Regions from separate parts of the Mus musculus genome. Here region 2 is linked to region 1. The links are chromatin contacts, called in public HiChIP or PLAC-seq maps. All regions are on one chromosome and are shown on one strand. Each heading gives the region's core, a stretch centred on a gene start, on an enhancer-like site or on the middle of the called end of the contact. The rest is flanking DNA. Distances are from core to core; before and after follow the strand shown. Region 1 has its middle 66 kb from the start of Lilr4b. Region 2 has its middle 26 kb from the start of Gm46224.

What was found. HiChIP or PLAC-seq counts read pairs in DNA pulled down with a chosen protein or histone mark.
Region 2: a CTCF HiChIP or PLAC-seq map of CD8 T cells shows a contact between it and region 1, with 10 read pairs. The contact joins two enhancer-like sites. A contact is called at or near these places in 1 of 15 datasets of contacts at CTCF or cohesin (CD8 T cells), 8 of 484 Hi-C or Micro-C datasets (the HPC-7 cell line, Th1 cells, bone marrow-derived macrophages and 3 more) and 9 of 115 datasets of contacts at active chromatin or transcription factors (CD8 T cells, bone marrow-derived macrophages, embryonic stem cells and 2 more).

The regions. Positions count from the first base shown.
Region 1 is chr10:51,411,254-51,418,713 of GRCm38.p6, forward strand. No RefSeq gene overlaps it. Among named protein-coding and RNA genes, the nearest start is that of Lilr4b, 66 kb to the right of the region's middle. Within about 2 kb of position 3,413, at least 18 of the 459 cell types and tissues checked have an H3K27ac peak or open chromatin away from gene starts, as enhancers often do. A contact at or near this core is called in CD8 T cells, where this site is marked.
Region 2 is chr10:51,549,585-51,557,044 of GRCm38.p6, forward strand. No RefSeq gene overlaps it. Among named protein-coding and RNA genes, the nearest start is that of Gm46224, 26 kb to the left of the region's middle. Within about 2 kb of position 4,302, at least 49 of the 459 cell types and tissues checked have an H3K27ac peak or open chromatin away from gene starts, as enhancers often do. A contact at or near this core is called in CD8 T cells, where this site is marked.

The DNA.
Region 1 (7,460 bases), core at 2,163-4,662:
CTGCTTCTGCATGGTCTGTGTATGACATGAAGCAAGGGATGAGGTCCAATGCCTTCTGTTTCCTTTTAGGTTCCCTGTGCAGGGCCTTCTCATGTGTTGGCTGTTCCTTGGCTTCTAGATGGAAGGGAGCACTGTCTGTGTTGCTTGCCCAACCTTGTCTCTTCCAGAGCAAAACTGACAGCATAGTGCTTTGGCCACACAGGAATGTTTTCCAGGTCTGCTTTTCTTTGGCCAGGTCCTTCATTACTGTGAGTCATCTTTTACCATGATGTCCTAACATGTGGGACATGTCCTGGGGACCTCATTTCTCCCTGTCTATATTAGCAGGTAGTCTCCGTTCTTCTTGTCTGTCATCTTGATCCTGTTGATCCACAGAGTCCAGGTGTGCTGCTGTTGTATCCTGAAGCTATAGTTCAGTTCCTTCTCCATTCTCCTGGCCAGAATTGGGGCCCCAGGGGAAGAAGTTGCAGAAAATGGGAAGAAATGTTTCAGAACTTCTGTGCCCTTAGCTCCACCTGGGAGGCCAGGCTGTGCTTTTACCTTCTCTGTCTCTGTGTGCTATGCTCAGAACTTGCTAGCCCCACAGAAAGCTGCAGAAGTACAACTTATGATAGCAACTTATTTATCTCACCCAAGCCTGAGGACCCAGAATCTTAGGCCTAGCCTGTCAGTTTATTGCCTACATTTGTCTGGTCTTTTGGGCTAGCTTAACTGCTGCCTTTGCCTGGGTCCTCAGTGTGCTCATCTTGGGAAGTTCTTCCTTAGATCCAGTCAGGACAGATGTGAGCCCAAGAGAATATAAGCTGTTTCAGGTGTTTATACTCACCCCTATCTCTCTGTGATGTCTGACAGGTTCAGGCCTCAAAAGAGAAGCCTGCCTCTGATTCTCTGATGGCTGGAAGATGAATGAATGATCCCGAAAGTCCATGTGAGAGGAGTGTAGGTCAAAGCAGGAGCATAATTCTCTTTTGGGATTTGAAAGGAGATTAAGAAGAGTGCATACAGTTCTTGCAGAGGAGCCAAACTCACTTTTCAGCAGCCACATTGGACGGTTCACAGTTGCCGCTAACTCTGCTCCATAGGATCCATCACTCTCCTCCCTCTGAAGGCATCCGCACTAATGTGCACCTGATTACACAAAGACACACAAGCACACATGATCAGAAATTAAGTAAATTGAAAAAAAAATTCCACTACACCTCTCTAAAGAAGTGTCTATGAATATATAATTTTAATAGTTGAATTAATCAAGTATTCTAAACAAGGATTTATGTACAGGTAAGAATTATTTGATTTTTCCTATTTGATTTTTGGAACACCTAAATATTATTCCAGGGTTGTACATAAGAAATTGGTGAAAAGAAATAATGGAGAACATACAATGATTGCAGTGTTCATCCTTGCTCTTCATTTTCACTTTCTTAAAGATCCCAAGTCTAGTCTATGAGTTTTAAATGTCTGCTCAGGAAAATCTTTAGATTTGATAGGGTGGCTGTGCTGTGAACTCCAAACATTCCATTGACACCTGTAGAATATCAAGGTCTCAGCTGTATGAAACCTGCTGAAAATACTGGCTTGGCTTTTTTTTTCTGGGGATCTGTATACCTACATTTTGTCTTAGCCTTCTGGGAAAACTTTGGCAAAATACTGGTTTTTTTTTCCCCTTCAACATACTTATACATAAACAATGGCTACTATTTCTGAGTAGTCAAGGTGAGTTACAGCAACACTAGGTGGTGCTGTAGTTTGAAATAACAGATAAAAGACTAAAGATGTTTCAGATCCTAAAACTTGTAGTATTTACTACAAAAAAAAAAAAAGAAAAGGAGGGGGAGGAGGAGGAGGAGGAGGAGGAGGAGGAGGAGGAGGAGGAGGAGGAGGAGGAGGAGGAGAAGAAGAAGAAGAAGAAGAAGAAGAAGAAGAAGAAGAAGAAGAAGAAGAAGAAGAAGAAGAAGAAGAAGAAGGAATCAACCTTATGCAGTTAGTGATCCAACTTAATGAATCAGTATTTGTCCTAGTTAGGGTTTTACTGCTATGAACAGATACCTTGACCAAAGCAACTCTTATAAGGACAGCATTTGAATGGGGCTGTATAGTTTCAGAGGGTCAGTCCATTATTATCAAGGCAAGAGCATGGTAGCATCCAAGCAGGCATGGTGCAAGAGGAGCTGAGAGGTCTATGTCTTCATCTGAAGGCTGCTTGTGAAAGAACTGGCTTCCAGGCAGCTAGGATGAGGGTCTTAAGCCCCTCCACCCCAACAGTGACACACCTACTGCAACAAGGCCATACCTCCTAATAATGCTACTTTCTGGGCCAAGAATATACAAACCATCACAAGGGCTTTCACATTTTCTCATTTTTTCTTGTTTTGTCCTGTTCATCTGTAGTCTTGTGGAGGCCTTCTCTTTTCTGAAAAGGAAACAGATAAAGAATAGATCAGGGAGAGAGGGGAGGTCATGGGGAGTCTAAGAAGAGTGGAGGAAGAGGAAAATGTCGTTGGGATGTATTGTATGAAAGAAGAATCTATTTCCAATATAAAATTAAATAATAAAATAAAGCCTAATAATAGAATAAAGTTGATTAAATAAAAACTTCACCTGAATAGTTGTACTCATGTAATAAACAAAGGAAATGCACAGTAAATTGGAAACAAAGCATGTTCTTGTATTCTAAAAGGGCAATGTAGTCTTCCTGAGTAGTCAGCCAGGCCCCATACTTCCTTAGGAAATATCATCCTGCTATGTGATTAGAAAGCTAAATCACTAGAGCAACTAGGCAGGCTTTGTCAGTAATTTTACCAAGATTTTCGTTCCATGAAATATTATGGGAAATACTCACTGTCTGATGAGTAGCATTATTATGATATACATAGGCCCAAATGTTAAAAATGAATTATTAAAATTTTGTCTTTGTTTTTATTTTAAAAACATCATATCTTTGAAGAAAGAAATTTTCATTGAATTACAATCAATTATCAAAGTAAGTGAGGGAAAAGCATCATTTTTTAAAGAAAAAGAATATGTATATTTACCTGTGTGTGTACGTGTGATCGCATGCAAGTGCATGTGATAGAATCCACATCTCAGTGACTTAACACCAAACACACACACACACACACACACACACACACACACACACACACATTCTAAGTAACCCTACTAAAAGATCATAAAATAAAATTAATAACGATGGTTCATTGTCCTCAAATGAGGTAATTTTGGAAAGGAAAGCTATGCACACCCAGAAAAAAAAATTCTGAATAGCAATTCAAAGCACACATCAAGAAGAAGTAAAATATAGGAGAAACTAAGCAAGGCCTTGCCTCCTATGAGACTGATGTATGCGCAATAACAGTTACCTGAAAGAGGCAACTTGAGATCAGCCTGCTGTCCTGGAAACAGATGACACCAGATGGTGTGACAGGGCAAGCCAATGGATAGAGAACAGCACATCATCAGAGCAGCTGGGGACCAATAGGATGTTGGGAGGGGGTTATAAAGGTTCACTTACTTTCTGTAATAAATGAGTTCTGCTTTTGCCACTTGCCTGACTCCCAGGGTCTGTGTCTTTGATCCTGTGCCTCCCTACCCCTGCCTCCAAAGGTCCTATTGGGGAAAACAACAAAATGTAATATATTTTCTTAAATTAATAGTCCAAAGCATAAAAATAGTTCAGAGAAAAAAATATTAGTATATATAACCTTAAAAGAAGAGCGAGAGGGAGAGAGAGAGAGGGGGAATGGGGAAAGGGGAAGAGTGATAGAGAAAAGGGAAGAGAGAGAAGTGGGAGAGAGGAGAGAGAGCTAGAAAAGAGACAAGGTGGGGAATCAAAGCATGCAGAAGTTTGGAAGAAGACAGTAGTAGTTTAGGGAGGAATGTACCTTGGATCCACAGAGTTGCTCAGAGACCCAAATATTTTTCTATTTAGGTGTTGTATTTCCCTTCAGAGAATTATATTACCATAGCATATCTAGAGTAAATAAAACACATCTTAGTGGCTCAATACCAACAATTCTTATTCACATAGTTACGCTCTAGAGTAGAGAATGGTCGTAGAGGAGTCAGGGAAGGCAGAATATCTGCTCCAGACAAACATTTGAACAGTCTCTGTGGCCCCTGACAAAATCACCAGCCAGCAGTTATTGCTTGAGAAAATTACAAGACTTTAGTTATTTTCTTAATCTTATTTTGCTGTTTTAGGGTTTCTTTGGCATTAAAATGCCTCTTCCCAGTCTCTGGGCTAATTATTACTGTTAGTTCCCATGGCTGGTAAAATTATAATAAGACTCCTAAAATTTCCACCCTAAGATAATCATGTTTTCTATTGTGGTATGCCACTGAGTTTAGGCAGAATGAGAATATAATGTGAATCTATGATCAGATCATCATTAAATGATGATCAACAGAGAAATCATTAGGGTAGTTAGGACCTATTTATATAAGATCTTAAAAACTGAATTATCTCTGAAGAATGCAATTTCCTATAACAGAAATGCCACTGCTGGCTTTGATGATAGATAGCAAATTCTAGGAGCTGAAAACAGCTACCAGCCAACAGCCAATAAAGTTATGAGACCTTCAGTTCTACAACCTCAAGGAATTGAATTCTGCCAACTACCAGTGATGTCGGAAGTTGATCTGGAACCTTAGATAAAACCAATGCTATTTACATACTTAAAGTCAGGTAAGACTGTAGCAAAGAACTCTCTTATGCGATTCTCAGTCTTTTGACCCTATGAAACTTCGAGACAGTAAATACTGCTATAAGCTGATAAATTGATTGTGTTACAATAAAAAGCAAATAAAACTCCAAAGTTCCTCCCCTATTTCTCAAGCACAATTATCTTTCTCTCTCCTTCCTCCCTCCTCCCCTCCTTCCTCCTTCTCCCACTTTGGTATACTAGACAGTGGTTTTCTTAAAATGAAGTAGAATTGGCAATGGCAGTGTGTATATATTAATAGATAAAGTCTCAAATGATGTGCTAACAAAAGTGTGGTATGTTACCTGTACCTGATTTTCTCTTAAAAGCTGTCATTTAATCTAAGGGACAGCATCAAGTTTATGAAAGCCATAGTGTCTTTCATAAGACACTATGAAGGTCACTACCAACTGTCAGAAAAGAAAAAAAAACAAAACCAAAACAGTGCACAGTTCTGCAAAATGTATCCAGAATTGAAATCCCAAGCATACTATAAAAAGGTCAGAGTCTCAAAAATGCACAAATTTATTTTTATGACAATATTTAAAATAATGTAGAATTTTATTACCTATATATTTTTATTTAATAATATTCTATATTTTCAAACAGCATTGCATGATTCTCACCATGAAAATGATTCATTTTGTCATTCTTTTGACATGATTTAAACACAAAACAGTAAGTCAGCAGGCTGATTGCTCTATTCTGAAACACTCAGGGGGTAAGCAAATAGCTTCTGGCCAATTTTAGTTCTTTTCAGTCTGCATTTGGTGATGTCTACATTGGGTAATATTTTCAGGATGCTAGATCATCCCATAATTGTCATCTTTCCTTTGGGTCAACTTCAACTTGATCTCAACTTTAAGTAAAATGATTCATAAATTTTCCCTGCCCATTATAATCCTAGGCAGAGTTAGCATGACACATATCTGGCATTTTTGTTGGCACTACCCAATCTGACACTATTCTCTTCTGCTATTTTTAGATCTGACCTCAGAACCCTTTACAACACAGCTCTTTGTGAATCTTCTGTGAATTAATTACATGTAGAATGCCAGAAGAAACTTGTATATTCATCCATATAATAATACTATGAAAAGTTCCATTCCCCTAATTCTTGACAATTCTAAAAAGCACTAAAACACTAAGTATTTCTATACTATATTAAGGTTTCATAATTTGTATAACTTATAGAATTTGTACCTTGACAAGTTTATATATGTATAAAGTACATTCTAATGTTTGTAGTCTTCTACATAAGATCTAATATCCATCAAAGCTCTCGTGTCTGCTCTTTCCAATAAGTCAGTTTTCCACATCCATGTTTGTTTGTTTTATTGTTTTTAGACCTATTGAGTTTTCCCATGATTGCTAGTGGCTGGGCATGATCAATGGAGCCTGATGTGCTTGCTCTTGAGTGGGGACATTCCAATGATGGTATTTGCCCCACCTCCTGAATGCATCTGTAGCAAATAGTTCAACAAAGAGGAGTAGGGTTTCATGAGTCATTCATTTGTTTATTGTAGCTGTCCAGAAGCCATGGATGAACTGGGTTACCTGAAAGGGAGAGGCTGGAAATGGAAAAGGATCGGCAGGCGAGAGAATGATAAAGCCAAGACAAAGGTTTCTGATCAAGGCTCAAAGTTTAATTTTCTACTCTGTGTTTATATAGTTTATGTAGGGAAAACCCCACAGACCCATCCTTTGTTTCAGCTGGATTATGTTGCAAAGCAAGCTCAGCAGGCAGTCTGCTCCTGCAGAAAACTGCAAGTGCAGAAGACTCCACCTAGTTGGGCTAGGTCAGTGGAAGACCAAATGTAGCAGGCAATTAAGATCTGTTTAGCCTGCTCAAGGTTAGGAAAATGGCTTTATTTATTTATTTATTTATTTATTTATTTATATTTTTTACATCCCAACTACTGCCCATCTCTCTAACTCCTTCTCACAGATTTTCTCTCCCTAATCCCTCCCATGTTCCTCTGACAAGATGCCCCCCAACCTGTGTCCCCCCAACCCTGTCAAATCAACTCTCTGCAGGGATAGAGTCATCCTCTCCCACTGAGGTCAAATAAGGCAGCCCTGTTGGGGACTGGATTCTATAGACAGACAAAAGATTTAGGAACAGCTCCCATTCCAAGTTGTTAGGGGAACCACATGGAGACTGACCTGAATATATGGTACATGTGTGTGGAGCCTCTGTCCACTTCTGTATGCTCTTTGTTTGGTGACTCAGTCTGTTGGAACTCCTCAAGGTCCAGGTTAGTTGACTCAGCTGGTCATGCTGTGGCATTCCTATGCCCTTCAGGGCCTTCAATCCTTCTCCAGGTTCTTCCATAAGAGTCCCCAACTTCTGGGTCAAAAATTTTGAAAATAGTTTGGTGACACCATCCCTCCACTGGGGGCCTTGTCTATTTACTGGAGGTAGTCTCTTCAGGTTCTATCTCCCTACTGTTGGGTATTTCAGTTAAGGTCATCTCAATGAGTCCTGTTAACTTCTCACATCACAAGTTTCTGGAACTTTCTAGAGTTCCCCCTCCCCAACCCCCAATCCCTGCAGCAGCATATTTCCATTCATTCTCATGGCCCTCTGTGCTTCTTTCCTGTCTCTTCCCATACCTGATCCTCTTTTCCCCTCCCCCTTCCCTCTCACAACCATGGCCCTCCCTCCCTCTGCCTCCTGTGATTCTTTTCTTTTCTTCATTTTTTTTATTCTTTAATCTTTTCTTTATAGCCCAGTCTACCCCCCTCCCAGTCTACCCT
Region 2 (7,460 bases), core at 3,052-5,551, 140 kb after region 1:
GCCTCCATTGGGGTCCCCACTGCAGCTGTTGGCATTACCAGCTAAGTTTCCAGGTTTTCGGCACCAAAATGATATGTTATAATGGCAGGTCGAGTCTCAACAGCACACTAAGCCAAGATGGTTCCACTTGGAAGAGGTTTTATTGGGTGAGAGAGAGGTGGCAACAGAAAGAGAAGAGAGGGAGAGAGGGGGATTCTCCTTATTTACATGGAAAATGCAGGTAAAGGTGGGAGGTGAGCCAAGTGGAAGCTGGGAATATGGTGCCTGTTGCCTTGGCAACCAGTCTGCATGTTGTTGGTCGCACTGTCACTTATGTGATGACATAGGTTTGGGAGGTCTTGATGCCAACACCATCAACCAGGCAGCATACACCAGCTGATAAGAGGCTCCCAACACATACAAAACAGAGGAATGCCAGGTCTGGACTTTGAGAAAATACCCTCAAGACTTGGGGCAGCAGGTAGTGGGGAGGTCTGGTGGGATGGGATTAGGGGTGGGGCATCCTCTTGGAGATGGGGTGGGGGCGTGGAGGAGGTGTGGGATGTGGAATAGTTTGAGGGGGAACTGGGAGGGGGATAAAGTCTGGAATGTAAAAAAAAAAAAAAAGATTTAAAGAGTAAAAAAAAAAAAACAAAACAAAACAAAAGACCAAGAAATAAAAAACCTATGGCATTATTCCAAAATATTTCAAAAATACTGATTAAGAACATATTGGAATATATCAAATAATATAAGAGCAACAAACACTCATATAGAAAGAACCCACAACTTTATGCCTCCCTTTCCACAGTTATAACATAATCTTGAAACTTTCTTTTTGCCAACAACAGAAAAATACCAAACCCTTTGTCAAAAACAACTGAAACTTCAAACTTGCTCTATACTGGAATCTAGTTTAAGTAACAACTATCACACAAAAGCTTCCTGTTGGATTTGGATGACAAGCATTGGCCACACACACAAATTAGGCAATCTACCGAGATATAAAAGCAATCTCACTAACTTTACCACTGTAATTACAACAGTTCTATTTCAATGTTTAATTTTTAAGAGTGCATTATTGAAGCAACCTTCTAGAAATTGTCAATTACCCTTATCAATCAACTTCATTCTCACAGGAGATTAGGCACAGAATCTAAAATGCCATGTTTATACAGTTCATAACTTCAGCCATTTATAAAGTCTCCATGAAGAAGGAAAGTTTGGAATCCTAGTATTCACAGCACTGAAGTGACCTGACATTTTGAGTTAGCCATAGTTAAGCTTAATATGAAACATAGTAGTAAAGTTTTCAGTAACACTTACTGTAACTTATATAACCTGACATTCCCAGAGGCTTTTTATATTGAGAAGTTTGCAGTAATTAGAATACCAATGAAAACATCAGAAAGAAATCATCAAATATAACTGTTTTGAAGAAAACAATTTTAGTACCTACCTGTGACAGGTACAACAAGGGAAGACCTGCCCGTTTTCATTTTTTTTAAGTGTGAATTAAAAGTGTGTTTGCCCCTGAATAGTGGAGTGCTGCATTCCATTGATTTTAGTGTTACTGTGCAAAGATGGTGAGAGAGAATTAGTTCTGTGTGTATTCCCCAGAGCATCTGCATTTCTGGTGCTGTGCTGCAACTGTTGCCTTTTGCTGTCTCTGATGTCTTTCTTATTCTTCTCTGACCTCTTCTTCTGGGCAGAATCTAAAGAAAGCCTGTTAGCAACACTGTTGCCCACAGGTATAAAGCAAACCTGTGTCTTTAAGGCACCATGACAGCTATGCTAAAATCTTCATTTGCACTGTGTTTATTCCAGCTGCTCAGTCCATTTGCTTTCCCTTCATTTTCCTCTCTCAATTTCTTAATTATGTAATTTCTAAAGAATAAAAATTTTAAGTTAATGTACCTAACTTGAAAGCTTAAAATACAAATTCTCTTTGTTACTGTTTCCCTCTTAAGTATTAGAAAGTTAGACCATCAACATTATATTTGTTTGAACAAAGGATAATTCTTGTCCAAACTAAAGACATGAACATTGTCTTTCTTTTCTTGTTTTTCATCTTTTTTAAAAATAGGGTTTAAATTGCCTGCAAGTTAAATGACCTTATACTGACACTTATCAAGTACTGAAATTACAAGCACACACATGTATATCCACTGGTGTTCTGTAACTTTCTCTAAAAGATTAACTAGAACCTATCACCTCAAACATAGGAGTTGCCATTTATTTACTATGTGAAAAACATATGTTTTTCATAAAATGGACAATAAGTTTTCCCTGAGTCTCTGCTCCTGGTTTTACATTTGCTTTTTATATGAGCCATTATATAACACATTAAACCCAATACCACAACATATAGGATTGAAGTCCTGTATTCAAACACAAGTCAGCTGGCTTATTAACATTCCAGATGGTATGATGTAAGAATCAGGTATGCAGTATTAAATCAGTACAATTTTTTACAAGAAAAATGACAACACTTGAACAATTAACTAAAAATTGTTTATTTAGTTGCAACAGATATACAAAGCCAATCTTGGTCAAATATATGGTCATAGGCTTACAAATGCAGGATGAATGACAAATACTATACTAAATTCACGTCCCGGCTACTTACATGTTTTTTTTTTAAGTAGCATTAATAAGTACAAAATTTGTTTGTCTAAGTAACATTAATAAGAACACTTCATTTGTCTTCTTAAAGCTTATGAGTAACAATATCCAAAACTGGATTATACCAGTAATTCATTCTTTCAAATGTCTGTGTACAGTGTTACTCTAATTATACTTTCGACTCCAGACTGAGAGTCAGAGTATAGCCCTACCAGATGTCTTAAGACCCTCACCCTGGTGCCAACTTGACTTCTTGGTAATGATGCTCTGACAAAATAGAAAACTCATAGAAGATAGATCCAAGAACAATTGAACAAAATCCCACCCACTTCTATCTGTCTCAGGCTCTGGCTGAATCTTTCATGCACTATGACAGCCAATTCTGAGTACATCCAACTCTCATAAAAGACAAGTGAAAGAAGAACACAAACTGAAAATAATTAAAAGAAAGCCTATTTAGTCCCAAATCAGAGGAAGCTTGCCTGTTAAGATAAAGGATAGAGTAGGAAGTAAAGACCCACTTAAATATATTTTAAGTGTATATTATACTAGCCCTTACCAAACACCCAGAAGTCAACAAAATGATGTAAGTATTTTAAAAAGAAAAATCAAGCTGAGTGCAGGACTTAAACCCCAGCACTCAGAGACAGAGCGTAGGCAGATCTCTGTGAGTTTGAGGGCAGCCTGGTCTACAAAGTGAGTTCCAGGACAGCCAAGGCTAATCAGAAAACCCTGACTCAAAAACAAAACAAAATTCTGACAGCTTTCCTGTGTAAAGCCATTATGACTCTACATAATCAATAGTAGCATATCTAACAAAAAATGCATGTATTACTAGCAAGAAAGTACACTGTTAACGATGCATACTCTATGCTGTTACAGCAGACTAGACGAATGCACATTTGGAAAACAGCTGTGTAAGAAATATATGAAAAGCCACTATGAACCAGAACAACGTGACCGGGAGAAACCACAAGGAGTCTTAGAGTTGGGAAATACGTTTAGTATTCTATTAGATTTGCCCAATCTAAACATATGACTTATAATTAAAATATTTGGACTGTGTGTTATTTATACAGGCTATTAGGGATGGAAATTTTAGCAACAAATTGGTGCACCTTATGTCCAGCTTAGACTCGAACTAACCTGAAAAGAAAATCCACCCCCTAGCCCCCCTTCCCCCAGTATAAACAACTAGGGCTTCACTCTCAAGCTGTGTCCGGGTGGAAATTACACATATAATGAATCTAAGGGGTCTACAGAGAGCTAACTGAGAGGCTCCCACCCCAAGCCCCAAGTAAACCTAGGCAACAAGCGGTAACAACGCAACCCTGAGCTGGGACACAAGGTGGCGCCAATGTCACAACATAGTTTGGGTTCGCGGAGCCTGAGAGAAAAACCAAGGACCCAAAGTAAAGGCTGCCTGAGAAGCAGCGTTCACAACTGAAGATCAGTAACTGATAAAACTGCAACTAACTTTCCAAAGCTTTCTCACGGACACAACGGGCTGATAAAGGCATCTCGGCCCCAAGCCAACCTTCCCGTGCACATTTTCTGATTTCTGATATCCCCCCCCCACCCCACCCCCCTTATAAACAAGGCACAGGACAGCCAAACCAGCTCTCCCAACTACTTACACTGCAGGCTGCCTAAGAACAATACACCTGCCACAGGCTACATCCCAGACTAAAGGCAGAGAGGGCTCAAAGCCGCAAAAGCCAAGAGTCTTTGTGCAGTCAGCCCCTCCTTACTAATAAAAGAATCCGAAAGGACCACAATTTCCTAAATCGAACACCAGAGGGAACCAAAGATACAAGAAACTCCAGACCAAATAATAACACTTAAAACAGTAATTAACGCAATCTCTTTCTCCTTCACTTCCTCCCATGCGAGTAAGGTTCTATAGAGAATTAAGGAGTTTCTTAACTAGTGACTGTAAAAGAAATGATTTGGGTTTTCTTTTTAACAATCTTAGATTCTCAGAGTATATGTGACCAAAGTCTAAGAAATTAAATTTGCCAAGGTTCATTGAAGAAACGTTTGCATTTTCTACAGGCTAACTCTAAAAGCTACACCAGGATCCGCTCTGAAGTAACACTTTACCAGCAAAACGTGTAATTATAAACAGTGTGATATGCCGCCCCCCCATTAAGCAAAGCAAACATTTTGATTGATTACTACTTAACTTTAACTCAACCAACCTGTCCTATAATAGATTCAGTCATCCCAGAGACAACAGCACAATGCCACAGTAATGAAAATGCAGCTCTACCTTTTGTCTATATAACAAGGAGCTACACTAAGGACTGAAGAGTGCTAATGTGCACATACATTAAGAGCCATGGCCCCAGAGAAATAATGTGAAATCATCTAAACCAGGATAAAGACAACCAGGCAATCAGGTAGTGCTGTATAAACAGGGATCTTAAATGCTAAACGACTGCATATATATATATATATATATATATATATATATATATATATATATATATATATATATATATATAAACACTGACATACATACTGAGAACAATTTCCTGAGGGGGCAAACATACACAAAAATAACCATAAGAAGACTCAAAATTAAGAAAAAAATTGGGACATAATACCCAATAAACAAAGAAAAGTGCTAAAATGAACACAAAGGAAAAATCTAGATTGGGTAAATGAAAACTTAGAGAGAGGTTATTTGGAATCAAATAAAAAAGGAAAATAAAATTAAATAAATAAATAATTGGGGGGACAGAAACTAATAGAACAGTCTCACTAGGCAAATAAGTGGCCGAGTAGTTGTCTTAGTTAGGGTTTTATTGCTGTGAAGAGATACCATGACCAAGGCAAGTTTTATAAGGAAAATATTTCATTGGGCTAGCTTACAGATTCAGAGGTTTAGTCCATTATCATCATGGTGGGAAGCATGACAGCATGCAGGCAGACATGGTGCTGGAGAAGGAGCTGAGAGTTCTATATCCTGATCTGTAAGCAGCAGCAGGAGACTGTGTCCACACGGGGTGTTATTCGAGTCACAGCACCATATAAAGTGTTTGTATAAAAAGAGAAAGAGAAAGGGAGATAGTCTATGCCTCAGTGGGGCCATGCGAAGACATCCCTTCCCCCTGAGGGACCAGCCACAAGAAGGTATAGTATAGAATAGAGCTTATTCAGGGCATGGGGAGGGGAGTCAGGAGTTAGGAGGGTAGAAGAGGCAGGGAAAGGCAGAAAGACAGAGAGAGAGAGAGAGAGAGAGTGTGTAGAGGCTGACCATGAGCATGTAGAGAGAGGGGGGAGGGAAAGGAATGGAGGAGGTGAGGGAAGAGCAAGGGAACAAGGGAATAAGAGCCCTAGAAATCAAGAAAGAAACAAGAGAGGGAGGAGGGGGCAAGCAGTCCCTTTTATAGTGGGTCAGTCCTACCTGGCTGTTGCCAGGTAACTGGGGGGGGGGGTGGAGTTTAGACAGAATGCTAATATTGGGTATAGCTTGACTATATATTACTACCTCAAAGCCCACTTCCACAGTGACACACTTCCTCTAACATGGCCATACATAATAAGGCCAAACCTCTTAATAGCACTACTCCCTGTGGAAAAGCATTCAAACACACGAGCTTATGATGGCCATTCCTATTCAAACCATCACAGTAGATTAATCTTCAAACAAAGTTCATAGCTAAAACTACATTAAAAATTAAAATTTCCAGATATCTTCACCAACCCACAAGACAAACTACTCATCGATTCCAAAGATTAGACCCAGGAAGGGTAGATAGAGCTGGTAAAAGAGACAACAAAAAGGGGTAATTAAGTGACTCAGAATTGTGACCTTTTCCTGACTTTCTCTGACAAAACCAAATATGTTTTCTGCTATGTATGTGCCCTTTCTCAAGCAAGAAAGAACATCAGATCCGTTCTTGGGGAAATCACAGCATGCACCCCAAAGGACCTCAGGGCCAACCCTAATCCTGAGTTTTTGCATGAAGACCCTGAGAGATGAAGTGAAGTCTGGGTTGCTGGACAGACTCCAGGATGTTGGAGTTGCCAAAGCTGTGAGACATCTGCCAGGGAGAGTTGCTTACACTGAGTGGAGCCAGCATGTTAGAGATATATTCTGCAGGCAAAAAGATGAAGGGATGGAGCCATCTAAGCCCTGTGATATCACATACTAAGCTAGAGCACTGCTTTTCAACCTTGCTAACACTGAATCCTTTTAATACAGTTCCTTGTGTTGTGGTGACCAACCCCCAACTATAAAATTGTTTTTGTTGTTACTTCATAACTGTAATTTTGCCACTGTCATGATCATAATGTAAATATTGGTTTTCAGATGATATTAGGCAATGCCCTAAAAATTCACAGCTGGGAATTGCTGACCTGGGGATTTGGCATTTACATAATGCCTTATCAGTCTTGCTTGGTCCAGCATTTTCTGACTATGTTCCCATTTCTCCTTTAAGGAACATTAAATGTATATCCGGTTCCATTGTAGGTTGAAATTAATTCACTTTTAGAATTCATAGGGTTTTACTGAGACTGTGGAAGACTCTTGGGGCTTTTGAAATGGGGTTTTAATTACAGTTTCCATTATAATAATGGCCTCTGAGCCTTCGGGACTGGCTTGAATGAGAATGTCTCCAAGAGGGTCAAATATCTGAACCCTGGTGGTAACTTTACAGCTACACCTTGCTAGGGGCAGACTATGAGGCTAGCACATAGACAACCCTCAATTCCAGTTCACTCTCTCTGCTTCATATTTGGGGTTTAACATGTAATCTTTCAGCTCCTTGCCATGATGGTGTCATCTCTCTGGAAGCACAAGCCAAAATAATCTCTTCCATAAAAATGCCTTGGTCATGGTATTC